Regions from separate parts of the Danio rerio genome. Here region 1 is linked to region 2. A link is a contact called in public HiChIP or PLAC-seq data. All regions are on one chromosome and are shown on one strand. The core of a region is the stretch at or near the end of the contact, and the rest is flanking DNA. Distances in the headings are between cores, read along the strand shown.

Region 1 (6,467 bases), core at 393-2,892, 130 kb after region 2:
ACGCCTTGGGATCCCCCTGGAGGAGGTGTCTGGGTTCTCTCCTGAGACTGCCTGCCCAGTAAGGTCTAGATCGGATATGCAGCCAGCCGGAAGTGAGATATGCACATCAATATTGCAGCATTTTTTATGACACTGTATAAGAATAATGAATATTTTTACAGCACTGTGGTGGTTGGGTTTAGGGTTGGGGGTAGATGTTAATAAAATACAATAAATGAGAAATTTAAGAAATAATATGAGTAATTTTCATTAACTTCTGGCCACAACCATATCTGATCTATAGCAACAACCCTACTGCCCCTGCGAACCGGCCCTGGAAAAGCAGAATGAATGATGAATAAATAATGTCAGAGTTTTTAATAGCAAATAATAGATGTAAAACATTGTATTTGACAGCTACACCACAAACATTTCTCTTGCAGACATTTTGCAAGAGATTTTTGTTCATATTTTTGCTTTGATATATGAATTTGTTGTGCATATTCATAAACTTGTCAACTCTGTAATTTGTGAAAAAATGTATATTTCGAAAATCCAAAACTAGTTTTCTAATAGAAAGAAATAATATAAAACATTTGGCAATATTTGCATATGTGTGTGTGTGTGTGTGTGTGTGTGTGTGTGTGTATTAATAAACACACACACAACTGTCCATCAAAAGTGAATTCAGAAAAATCCAGTCACTGATTCTTGTAGGTGTAAGTTATATAGACCGTGTCGTATAATAAATTTAATCGATAATATTCTAATTACTATATAATACAAACAACAATAAAAGGAACCTCGCTTACCGACATACATGAATTACTTATAAGTGGCGGTTCTTTTTTGGTGAAGCAAGTAGTGTAGTTCGATTCTCATAAGAATGACTCTTCTGAACCAGTTCTTTGAGTGAATCAAAATGCTTCAGTCTGGGGGGTTATTGACTCAATTCTTGAACTGATTTTTTTTTTTTTTGTAATTTCTGAGAAAGACTGGATTTAGAACTGTCGCTGTCATATGTTATAAATTAACCAGCAATAATCAGTAAGTAAGTATATAAGCAACACATTAATGTTAATTTAAAGTGTCAATATTATATGTATGTTGTAAAAAATCAGTGGTATTTTATCGAATAAATAAATTGATATAAGTAAAACACCTCTTGTGTTTTGTGTGTGTTTATAAAAGTATATATAGTGGCTAATTATCTCTAATTATCTACATTTTATTCATGTTGGGTAACAGTATTTGTACAATAAATTTCTCTTTTGATTTATTAGAATTGAATACTTAATTTAACAACAGATTGCTAGTTAATACAGTAAGTTCAGAAAGTATTTCTTCCTTGAAACGAATGCTTCTGAATCGTAAAGATGTGTCGGACAAGAATCGATTCCTTTACGATTCCCAAACGAAACACAAATGGCTCCGTCACCGTTTCATGGGAATGACCCTCAGTGGGTGTGTCTCCAACGAAATTATTCCCAAAAATATATACCTCGCATTACACTGAACTCACAAACCGCAAAACACATTTAACTCTTAGAAAGTTATTTTTTAAATGTTGACATATTTCTGCGAGTTGTCCGAATGTCGCGCTATTAACATAAAACCGCTGTGGTCCGGACTCATTATAGTTCCCGTGCCGTAGTTTCCACACGGACTTGTTTGACAGGAACGCCCTGTGTCTTGCTTGAGATGGCGGCCAGATCGGAGAACGCGAGGGCCGAATAAATAGTCAACCTGCGCGTCAGTAACCTCCCGAGAAGCGCAAGCAGTGTCATTTACCCCATATCTACACCCTCTAGAAGCAGAAGAGCACCATGGAAGGCGGGAAACCCACCCTGCCGCTGGTTTACCAGGCCGTGCAGGCGCTGTATCACGACCCGGACCCTGCCGGCAAGGAGCGCGCCTCGGTCTGGCTAGGAGAGCTGCAGAGATCGGTGCGTTTATGAGCGGGCCTACTGCGCCATAACACTATCACTCATTTAGAAACGTTTAAAAATATCAATGTATTAAAGGAAAAGTCAGATAAGGCCGCTGTGACGCTATTTAAACCATCAACAGCAGCTGGGTTGAGAAGTGGAAGTGGTCACATGTGTTTGGACTGTTGTGGAGGTTTATTTGTATCCATTGCTAAATCCTTCCAGCTTGTATAAGATTTGATGGCTTTATTATTGCGTTATTTGCTGGATTTAAGCAGCAATTTGAGCGGAAATACTCCGTGTAAACATGACTATAATACAGACTTCCCTGTTAGCAAGCTGGTGTGTTTTGAAACATGGCAGCTAGTTTGTAACGTTAGCTAAGCATTAGCTAGTTGACCATGTTTCAGAAACCAGCTTGACTACCTTGTTAACTGCTTTGACTAACTAGTAGTTGGGATTTTTTTAGTGCAATATGGTTTTATCTCCAAGGCCAGATGGAAACAAGCTATCATGTTTCAAAAAAGGCTGAGTTAACCACCGGGGTAGATTGAATTAAAACTGTCTGAACTTTATATCCAAGAATATTTTTGGACATAGTTTAAGACAAAGTTTAAATATTTATGTTGGGAGTTACAATATACATATAAATAATACATTAACCACATCTCCTCAGTTGTTATTTTAAAATATTTTATGAGGAAAGACAAAAAAAAAAGACATTTGCACATTATAGATGTATTTTACGAAGCAGTCAAGTATTTAGAGAATTAGGGTCATGATGAGAGTTTTCCCAATATATATCCATTACTCTGTGCTCTTAATGTTTCCCTGTGTTGAGAATTAATTAATTTTCCTGAAATTTCCTTGATTTGACACTGAATGACTCCATTGTAAAATAAATAGTGCAGTTTTATTGAATCTGATTTTACGCTGCCTCTTTGCATCGTTTAACACTATAAGTTTGCTATTTTGCTCTTTGCTTTACTGGTTAGTCACAAAGTTTTGCTGCAGGAAACTGCTAGCTTAATAAGGAAAGTGAGAAGTTTACAAACCAGTGGGTGAGATTTAGCAAGGCTTGCTGCTTTTTTTTTTTTACTTTGCAGAAGTACAGTATATATTGTGAATCGTATTAATTGCTCTGTTATTTTGGCACTTAAGTTCAATGACACTGCTCTTCACACATGCTGATCTACCAAGAAGAGTTGTAAGATAAGAACAAATGCTTGCATCTAAAAATAGTCATATCAGTGTCTTATCAGATTTTAAAAAAATTAGTTCTCTGGCACTATTTACATTAGGGGTGCACGATATTGAAAAAACGGGATTTTTCAAATATTTTATTTATCTACAATATGTATTGCGATCTACTATACCTAAATGACTTCACCAAATGGTTAAATAGCACTATTTGCAAAAGATTTATAGTCTCAATTTATTTTAAGGTTCAATTCTCGCTACTGGCAACCCATTACCTATGACTTTGGTTTCAATAATCTCCTAATTTGCTCCTAAATAGATATTAAGGTAATTTAGCTATTGCGTTAGGGATGTAGAATGAGATTATGCCGATCATGCAATTTATAAGTCCTAATAAGCAGCCAATATTTTAATAACATGCTTGCTAATAATTAATAATGACAAATTGGTCCCCAAAGTGTTAATTTTAAGTGATTGGGATGATTCTGCAGGGCAGTCAATCATGCGTAAAATGTAATAAACAAACTGCAAGCATATGCAATAAAGCAAAGATAAACGTTGAATAAACAGTGCGTGCTTTATGGTTTTGGATGCAAGTATAAAGATTACATTACATATTTTTGCGATGTGACTATTGCGGATGTATACATTGTGATATCAATGCTGAAACGATATATTGTGCAGCCCTAATTTACGTGGCTATTAAAATAGGTAGTTCCTTGTTTCACTAAAATATTTGTACTTTTTATTGTACTAAATATATACGCTCAGACATAATCGACTTATGATCCACCTATTTTGATAGTTTGATTTATATATTCGAGCATAGAAAACTGAATGCTCAAGTTAAACTGTTGAACACCTTGTACCACAAACTTAAACATAGTGACTATTTAAAGACAAGCCAATTATTGCTGAAGTAGATAAAAAGTCAAACCAGTTCTAGAAGTTTGAGTGTATTTAAAAGAAAAGTCATTCTATTTTTCAGGACTGTTTAATATTTGCATTATCTTCAAATTGAGATACTCGTCAAGTCATACTTTCTGTTTTAGAAAATATATATTGGCTGAATGGTTTCAAAGTATTACTTCACATTCTCTAGCTCATCTCATTTCTCATATATATGATGAGCATTCTATCCCTTTAGACTTCAATGATATGTTACACACAACATGTTCCTTCTATCTATTTGCATGTATAATATTTATCCTGGTGTGACGCATCTCATGGTGTAGTGTTTATTTTTACCTTTGATTATGCAAATTAGCTCTGGGCCAAGTTGATATTCAGTGTCTGATAGAGTGATAGCTAGTGAAATAATGCCCATTTCTTTTGATTAAATTAAATAAGCCCTTTAGGGTAAATAAACAAACACTTTAAATGTCATTGAGCCATTTTGAAATATTTAAAAAATTCTGCTTTACAAAGTGGTGACAAATGTTTCCTTTTTTTTTAAAAAATCTATCCAGATGTACGCGTGGGAAATCTCCGATCAGCTCCTGCAGCTGAAACAGGACATCGAGTCTTGTTACTTCGCAGCCCAGACGATGAAGATGAAGATCCAGACGTCGTTCTACGAGCTTCCCCCAGATTCTCACACTGCACTGAGAGATTCACTCTTATCTCACATCCAGAACCTCAAAGACCTTTCTCCCATCATCGTCACACAGGTACGTCCTACCTACTTTTGAAAATCTGTGCCAGTCATGATCGGAAATTATCGGACATGCAGTGTGGGGGGTTGACGGGGACAGTCCATCTCCACCACACACTGCACTGCTACATATTGAGAACTGTTAAGAATGTGGCGCTGGTATTCTAATGTGGTTCTCTCTCTCTCTCTCTCACCCAGCTCGCATTGGCAATCGCAGATCTGGCTCTTCAGATGGCCTCGTGGAAAGGCTGCGTTCACACCCTCATAGAAAAGTAAGAATCCTCCTTATTTTCTCCCTGGTTATGACCTACAATGGTGTTATGGTGTCACACTATTAATGTGATTTGGAATTAAGGTTAACTGGACTACCATAAATAATTAATGCACATGATTTCTGAGTTATGGACAGATCTAATCATACCAATGGCATTTACTACATACTGAACAATGGTATGGAATTTGGCATATTTTTCTTATTAGTAAGTGGGGATACTGATTATGGGAAATATCATAATCACTTTAAGATGGGGTGTGTGTGTGTTCTGCTCGTCTATGAGGCTGAGCGCACACACACACACAACAGCACAAGCTCTCTTTTTTTTTTCAAAACATAAATGAATCGAAAACCCAACAATAAATGAAGCATGACTCATGCTGCAACAGTCACGTTACATTATTTCACAGATTTCAATGTGAAAATGAGCAACATGCGTACTGCTGGAAAGGAGGTGGGATATGACACAATAATAATCTATTTTGATTATTTTTGTGAAAATCGATTAATTGCACAGCGCTTTTAGTAAGTCAAAAGTATTGCCATATGGACTACACTCTGTAAATATTAATTTTGAAAAAGGTGATTTTATATATGAAGACTGCTATTTCTGTGTATAGATGTTTTCCTTTTAACACTTTGCACAACCAATAAAAAAAATAAAACATTTATTCTTTCAGATACAGTAACGATGTATCCTCCATGACTTTCCTGATTGAGATACTCACAGTGCTGCCGGAGGAGGTACATAGTCGCTCTCTGAGGATTGGAGCCAACAGACGGACAGAGATTATTGAGGATCTGGCCTATTACTCTACCACAGTGGTCACTCTTCTGGTGCGGGTTCTCCTTTACACAAAACTGTTAACACTGTTGGATTTTACACAATAATTAGTTCTTACACGTAAAAGCCATGACATTTAATACAAAAGATGTGAATCTTTCTCATACCGTCATCATCATCATACTCCAGTTTTGCTATCAGTAATTTGCAAGGACTATTAATATGTAACTTTTTTTTTTAATTGGTAAATGTATTTTTTATAGCAGTATTTTGTGTGAAAATATGTATGTAGTCTTTTTGTTTTCGTTTATGTACTTTGGGACAAGCGTTTTAATTATATTTGCGGTATATTAATCTGCATTTTAGTGTTCTGCCAAGTCAAGTTATAACTTACACCTTGAAAACTATCACTGGACAGTTTTTAAATTTGGACATCTTTGTTAACCGAGGCATAGTTTTTATGATGGTTCATATCTCTGTGTGTGTCCTCATCAGTTGTTGCTGTTATTTTGCTTGCACTTCTCCTCTGTTCTATTCTCTCATTCTCTTCATGCAAATCATATCTGCGGTTATATGGTGTATGAACATTCATTTAAATGAGTTGACTGTGATCTGACTGTGGGTATTTCACTTATCTCTGTGATCAGG
Region 2 (6,206 bases), core at 2,833-5,332:
CAAACTCTTATTTTAATACATATAACATTTTAATAAAACTGTTTTGTTTAAATGCATTAAAAAATTGGCTACATTCACTAGGAAATAAATCAAAATATTCATGTTCAAAAAGTAGTGTACAGGTTTATGCCTGAGCACTGTATAAGAAAAGGTACACAGGGGTAGGGTTGTAATTGATTATTGGATATATGTTGAGGCTTTAATGAATGAGAGGTTCCTGTATGTTGTCAGCGCAAGAAATGTGCTGCTGTTTCAAGATCTAGTGATGTCTACATAAACAGACATTTCAAGAAAACTAGCGTGATCATTTTTAAAAGATTCATAAGGAACAATCATATGTGCCACAGAAATAGCTCCTGAATCTGAAATAGAGCTGTTGCTAAGCTAACAGCGTGATGCTGTAAGAAGCATAAAAATCTGAAAACCACTATGTAAGATAATCAAGTTTAAAACAACTTGGACCTTTTCTGTTTGACTGTTGATATCAATTTCTTTGGCCTTGACCCCCATTTCAGGTGGATGCTTTAGTGTTAACTAATGGAACATGATCAGGTGTTTGTGTGGGTGCTTTTGAAGAGCTCTCATGTGCATAGTACTGTCCCCAGGACTAGATATCATTAGGAGGTGTTTTGTCGACAGGGTTCATTATTGTTGCAGCAGAGCAGGTGAAGTTATACACGCTTTAATTAGTCACTAGGGGGAAATATACTGGAATCATTGGTTCATTCTTTTAGGAGACACTTTCATGTTTATTTTTGTTTTGTTTTAGCAACATATCTAATAGAGGGTGACTTCTTATGCAATGCAAATCAAATAGGTCTCAGTATCGAATCAGATTTGCAAACTCTTCATTCGATTAGATGTTATTTTAAAGCTTATTCGGTTGGTATTTAATAATGATTTGTTATTACTATTCGTTTCTATAAAGGATTTAATCACCAATTGTTTCTACAATTGGTGATTAAATGGAAAAAAGCCACAGACATTGTGTATTAAAAGTTTTCTTAAAAAAGTTAATTAATGGCATAAATACCAATCATTTAGAAAAATATTCATAACAAATGAAAACATTGCCAAGTTTTGTAATATAGCATAATACATATGAAACTTGATGGTTAAGCACAAAAGCAAGCTGAACAATAGATGCAATATTACAATCTTGCAATAATCTGTGTAGGGTGACAGCGATAGAACCACATTTCTGTGTTTGTTGCATATATATGCCAATATTCCAAAGTCATTTACTGCATCCATGTGCCTCTGTGAACATGTTTCCAAGAGGAAAAAAGCTAAGTCTGGAATCACCACACATTCCCAGAGTCCCATTCTAATGCCTGGATGCTCCAGCAGTTCTAAAGCAAAGAAGCTAAATATAGCCCAACCCTTGCATCCTCCCCCTGAGCTGATGGCGTATGTGCAACAAGATATTGTGCATGGCACAAAGCAAGGGACTGCCATTTTATGAATCCTTTATCAAAGCAGTAGTCTTTTTTGGCTCAGACAGCCCACCCACAAACTGTTTGGTAACCATGGTCTTGAGAGTGATAATGTGATGCATATTGCTCACAAAACAAGGAATTACTCTATCAGTCTGAAGAGGTCTAATGTGATTGGTCGGCTTGACACAACTTCCGGGAGTAAAAGGGCACAACAGCACAGCTGGTATAAAGAAAGTCATGTTTACAAGGTACTGGACTGATACAAGGAATGCTTTTAAGGATGAAATAATCACTGGATTTGCCAAATGTTTGCCAGGTTAGTGGTATCAGATATTGCATTTTATTTTATATGTATTTAGTTGTTTATTTGTGATGTATGGATTTATTTATTGCTTGTTTGTGGTACCTGGTGGCAGGTTAATTAAATATGAGTGAGTAGAACTGTATATTATACTTTATTTAGAGTTTGTACTAATTTGTTCTTAATTTCCGTTCTATGCTAAATCATGCATAACAAAATCTCTCAGCTTTATATTCACTTTTCTAATTGATAACTCAGCACACTTAATGCACGTTCCCAATATGCCCTTAGATCTATATTTATTGGACTTTTAATAGGTAGAATAAGACAGAGGATAGCATTAATATATATTTAAAGTAAATGTTTTTTTAATATTTACTCATTTAAACTGTTTTGTAGACCATTTTAATGCCTCAACAAGCGCTTTCTTCCAGCCCTTTGATATCCTCTTCTTAGAAAATGCAAGCAATTGATGTGAGAGTTAGCACGAGCCCTGAGTTAACTTCAGCCTCTCCATTTAAAATGAGCCAATGCTGTTATCAGAGTTCCAGTTTCATGGTGCTCACTGATGTTTCCCAGTAACCACAGTGACAAATGCCATGACAGCCATCCCAGCATACCCTGCTCCTCTCTGACCACAGCCTGACATGTGACACTACTCTAGCTTGTTTCCTGGGGGGATGGACACCAGAGATGATTGTGAATTGCTTGTTTTTTCGCTATATATTTTTTATTAACGTTTATTCTCACAGTGAGCTTTGTTTTCTTGTTTATTTTAGAGTTTAAAGATGGTAAAGATATTTTTCAGTTTGTTTTATTCAGATTTTTTTGGCCGATTGTAATGAAACTGGGATAATGTTATAATTTTAATGCTTTAATGCCAAGCACAAACTGGCAATGTCTCAGGACATTCAAGTTAAATGGATACAGTCATTGTTAAGAACCTCAAATCACACCTTCTGGTAGAAACCACTGCCCAAACTTAAATAGGATGATCTGAGCTGTGGTTCAAGTCCACCATCTCCAAGACCACAGCAGTTACTCGGAGGAGTAGTGAGCAATCATTGGTATTGCTTTTTAGTAATAAAGACTGTTGTAAAGAAGAGATAGCGATAAAGATTTAATCACAAATAACCTAATCACAATTGAATGCACTTTGTATGCTTGTATTTATTTATATTTTATCTGTAGTTATGCATAAACAAATTCACCAGCAGCGGATGAAATTTAAAGAAGACATTTGTCTATTATGTTTGTTGTTTTTTACTCAAATATGACAATAAAGTAAAATAACTGTATTAAAATCAAATAAGACACGAGAATCTAATTAATATGTATATATGGCTTCTGTTTGGGAACTAAATGTACAGTACATACAGTAATGTTACAATGCACTCACTCCACCCTCTAGTGGACAGTGATTTCCTCCAACATGCTGCAAGAAATAATCATTCAATATACTGTCACTGTACTGCATTGTAAGCAGAAAAGACTGAAATGATGGGAAGCGTGTCAAAAAAGACGTTTATGTAGACCGGTGCAATTAAAGTTCGAAAGAAAGAAAGAAAGAAAGAAAGAAAGAAAGAAAGAAAGAAAGAAAGAAAGAAAGAAAGAAAGAAAGAAAGAAAGAAAGAAATGTTTCCCTACTACAAGTACAAATGGGTCAGTTGGTCACCAAGATCCAGAAGAAAGTACATATGATGCATCATAATTTACTATTATTTAAAGTAATTGCTGGGTGTTACCTTTAATAAAGCTCTGACACACAATCATAATCATTAATCATCATAGTCTTCTAAATCATCAAATTACTTTTCACATGAAATCTAGACACTGTACTTTATTTTTCTCTTACTTCAAACTCACACCTACACAAATATTACTAGTAAGATGAAAATTTTGTATATTGGGCCTGAAAGCATAAAAATGCTTTGTCATGAATTAAAGTTTGCATAAACAAACTGTGGCATCAGATGTGACTGCACACTGTTTGGGTCAGATGTGGTTGGAGTTTGGAAGTCCTCTATGAGTATGGCAAGCCATTTTAACATGCATTCCTCTATTTTTTTATTTTAACACAAGTCTTATATTGTATAACATTTTTAAACCGTTAAAAGGAAATACATATAAACTTTTAAAAATTTTAGCAATTGTAACTAAAAATAAGCACTGATAACAAGTACTTATTTCTTAAAGAATAAAAATATAATAAAAATATGAGCACTCGTCTTTAAAATATGCTCATCTCTATTGCTTTAATGGAGTACAAATCTTTGATTAATGTGAATAAAGCCTGCCGCATGGGGAGGGGAAAGAAAAGAAGGTGGAGGCGAACGAGCGTGAAAGATAAGTCCAGACAACACCCTAAACCGCTTTAAAGTATATGTCTAGTTACTGTATGCGTGTGAGAGAATGCTACGCGCTGGGCAGAATTTCCTAGGCCCAAATGAGCGGAGCGTAGCAGAGCCATGCGTGCGCCTTTGTTTGTTTTGCACGTTTCCAAGCGATGATAACGCGAATTCGGGTAGCGTTTGAGGAAGCAGCCCCTAGAGTTTGCTCGTTCAGGTCTGGATGTAGCTGATTGGAGTAACAGCAGTCAGAGTGGGTGATCACAGGGAGGAGGGGAGAGACTCTGAAGTGGCTTTTCTCCGTGTGTGTGGCTCTCCAGCGGCCATGTTAACTAAGAAACCCTGCGCTGCGGCTGCTGCCTACCCGACTGGTAAGGAACCCAATGCCCGGATCTAAGAGAGCGACGTCGGGCGCATTTATTCTCCGGATTGGATTGTGGAGATGGATTTTTTATCCGATTTAAATGCTCCATAACGCGTGTAAGGCTCGTGGCTTTTCGTTTTATTTCTCGTGTTGGCTATAACGTTAGGGTCGAGTAGGCTACAGTAGCCATAAGCCCCGGAAACACCATTGGAAAAGAGGCCGCTTTTGTATTAAATGAATTAATATAAATAAAAACCACGCGCTTTGTAAAGGCCTAAATTTTTATTTTGTTTATTGGTCTTTTATAGCTAGGGTGTGAAATGTTTTGCAGTGCAGTGTTCGTTTTTGTTTTATTAATGGATTAAATAACCTATCCTTGTTTTCTTTACATTTCCTATATTATCAATACGCCTATTTCTGTATCGATTCGTAACGTTACGGGGCTACAGATTTCTATTTATTGACCAAACAAGCCGTTTGTCACATCTTTTGCCTTTTTAGAATACTGACACGTTAAAGCAAATGTGTAAGCAATTTTCCCATTGCGTGTTTTTATTATCCACAGGCAAAGGGGGTGATATTTGCCAGCAGTCTTCCCCCGGACTGGGCATCGGGGGTCCCCGTGCTGGAGCAGGCACTGAAACCACATCACCCGTCACATTACCACCACTCAGGAACAGCAACTCTCTCACGGTAAAATTATGCTTCTTGCATTTTCAACGATGCATGCTCCTTTCTTTGTTGTCATAAAGTGTTTTGCTGCAATATAAGGCTGAATTTCGATTTGGTCATACATTGAGTTTCGCTAATTGTTTTTCGACTGCAAAGACCATTTAACAGTCCTTGATGTAAAATCAAGGCTGCAGTTAATTTAATGATAACCCTAATAATAATATGTCTGATGCATGCTATTGTAATGATTTTTTTCTTCATTGCGTAAATAAGTTGTTTCTATATTGCCACATGTATTGAATGCAAAGCAGATTAGTAAAGTATTTTCTGAAAATATTTACTTTGCTTGTAGTTTACAGTGTGCATTGTTCTACCCTTTTAGATTAGTGTTAGAGATGCAGTGAATGTACTTGAAAGAAGCTATTTTAAATTCAGTGCAGCTTTATTACTAACAGTGCACTAAAATTTAAAGTGAGTTAAGATACAGGTCATAGTTCAAATATTTACTTTGACAGCCCAAAAATATTATTCCTGAGTTTCAAAACTGCAGTGGACGTAGCACCCCAGTTTTTGGGATGTTTAATGGTATTATATGACAAAGGTCTTTACTGAGACTAATATGGGGAAAACTACTGAATTGAGACAGCAGAAAGGTGTAGGAGAAAAACAACTTTACTTGAAAGGTATTCGTTTTGAAGAGACTTTAGCAACTTTGCAATACTTTTGTTGGAAATGTTGGAAACCATGCACCTAAAACAATTTTTGACATGGCATTTATTTTGAGAAGAATCTAGTAGATGTTCATTTAAATATGAAAAACATTTAGGTATCCCCGAGAGTAATGGTCAGTGACTCTCTCTCAGTCCCTGGCTGATGTATTGTGTAAAACTGTTGCCATTTGTGGGGGATGGGAAACGTTCAGGTCATCAGTGTGTGACGCCAAACATGTACAGCTGAAATCTGTTGTCTAGTGAATTTTCCTATGTAAATATATACATCCAAAATCTTGATCCACTGAACTTGCATAGAAAGGGGTTTTGCATGTTGTAGTGATGATAAATGTGGTGATAAATTCTAGTAAA

Evidence for each region. HiChIP or PLAC-seq counts read pairs in DNA pulled down with a chosen protein or histone mark.
Region 1: a contact with region 2 is called in an H3K4me3 HiChIP or PLAC-seq map of gastrula embryo, with 2.8 times the contacts expected there. The contact joins the promoter of tnpo3 here to the promoter of dyrk2 in region 2. A contact is called at or near these places in 2 of 4 datasets of contacts at active chromatin or transcription factors (embryo and gastrula embryo).

What each region holds. Positions count from the first base shown.
Region 1 is chr4:14,161,084-14,167,550 of GRCz12tu, forward strand. tnpo3 (transportin 3) reads left to right here and starts at 1,643. Exons shown (of 23, transcript NM_201087.1): 1 at 1,643-1,925; 2 at 4,577-4,777; 3 at 4,960-5,033; 4 at 5,716-5,872; 5 at 6,467. The coding sequence starts at 1,806.
Region 2 is chr4:14,024,387-14,030,592 of GRCz12tu, forward strand. It overlaps dyrk2 (dual-specificity tyrosine-(Y)-phosphorylation regulated kinase 2), which reads left to right and starts at 4,083. Exons shown (of 3, transcript NM_001044833.2): 1 at 4,083-4,459; 2 at 5,018-5,145. The coding sequence starts at 4,414. The region is part of intron 3 of LOC141381600 (a long non-coding RNA gene); the gene reads right to left.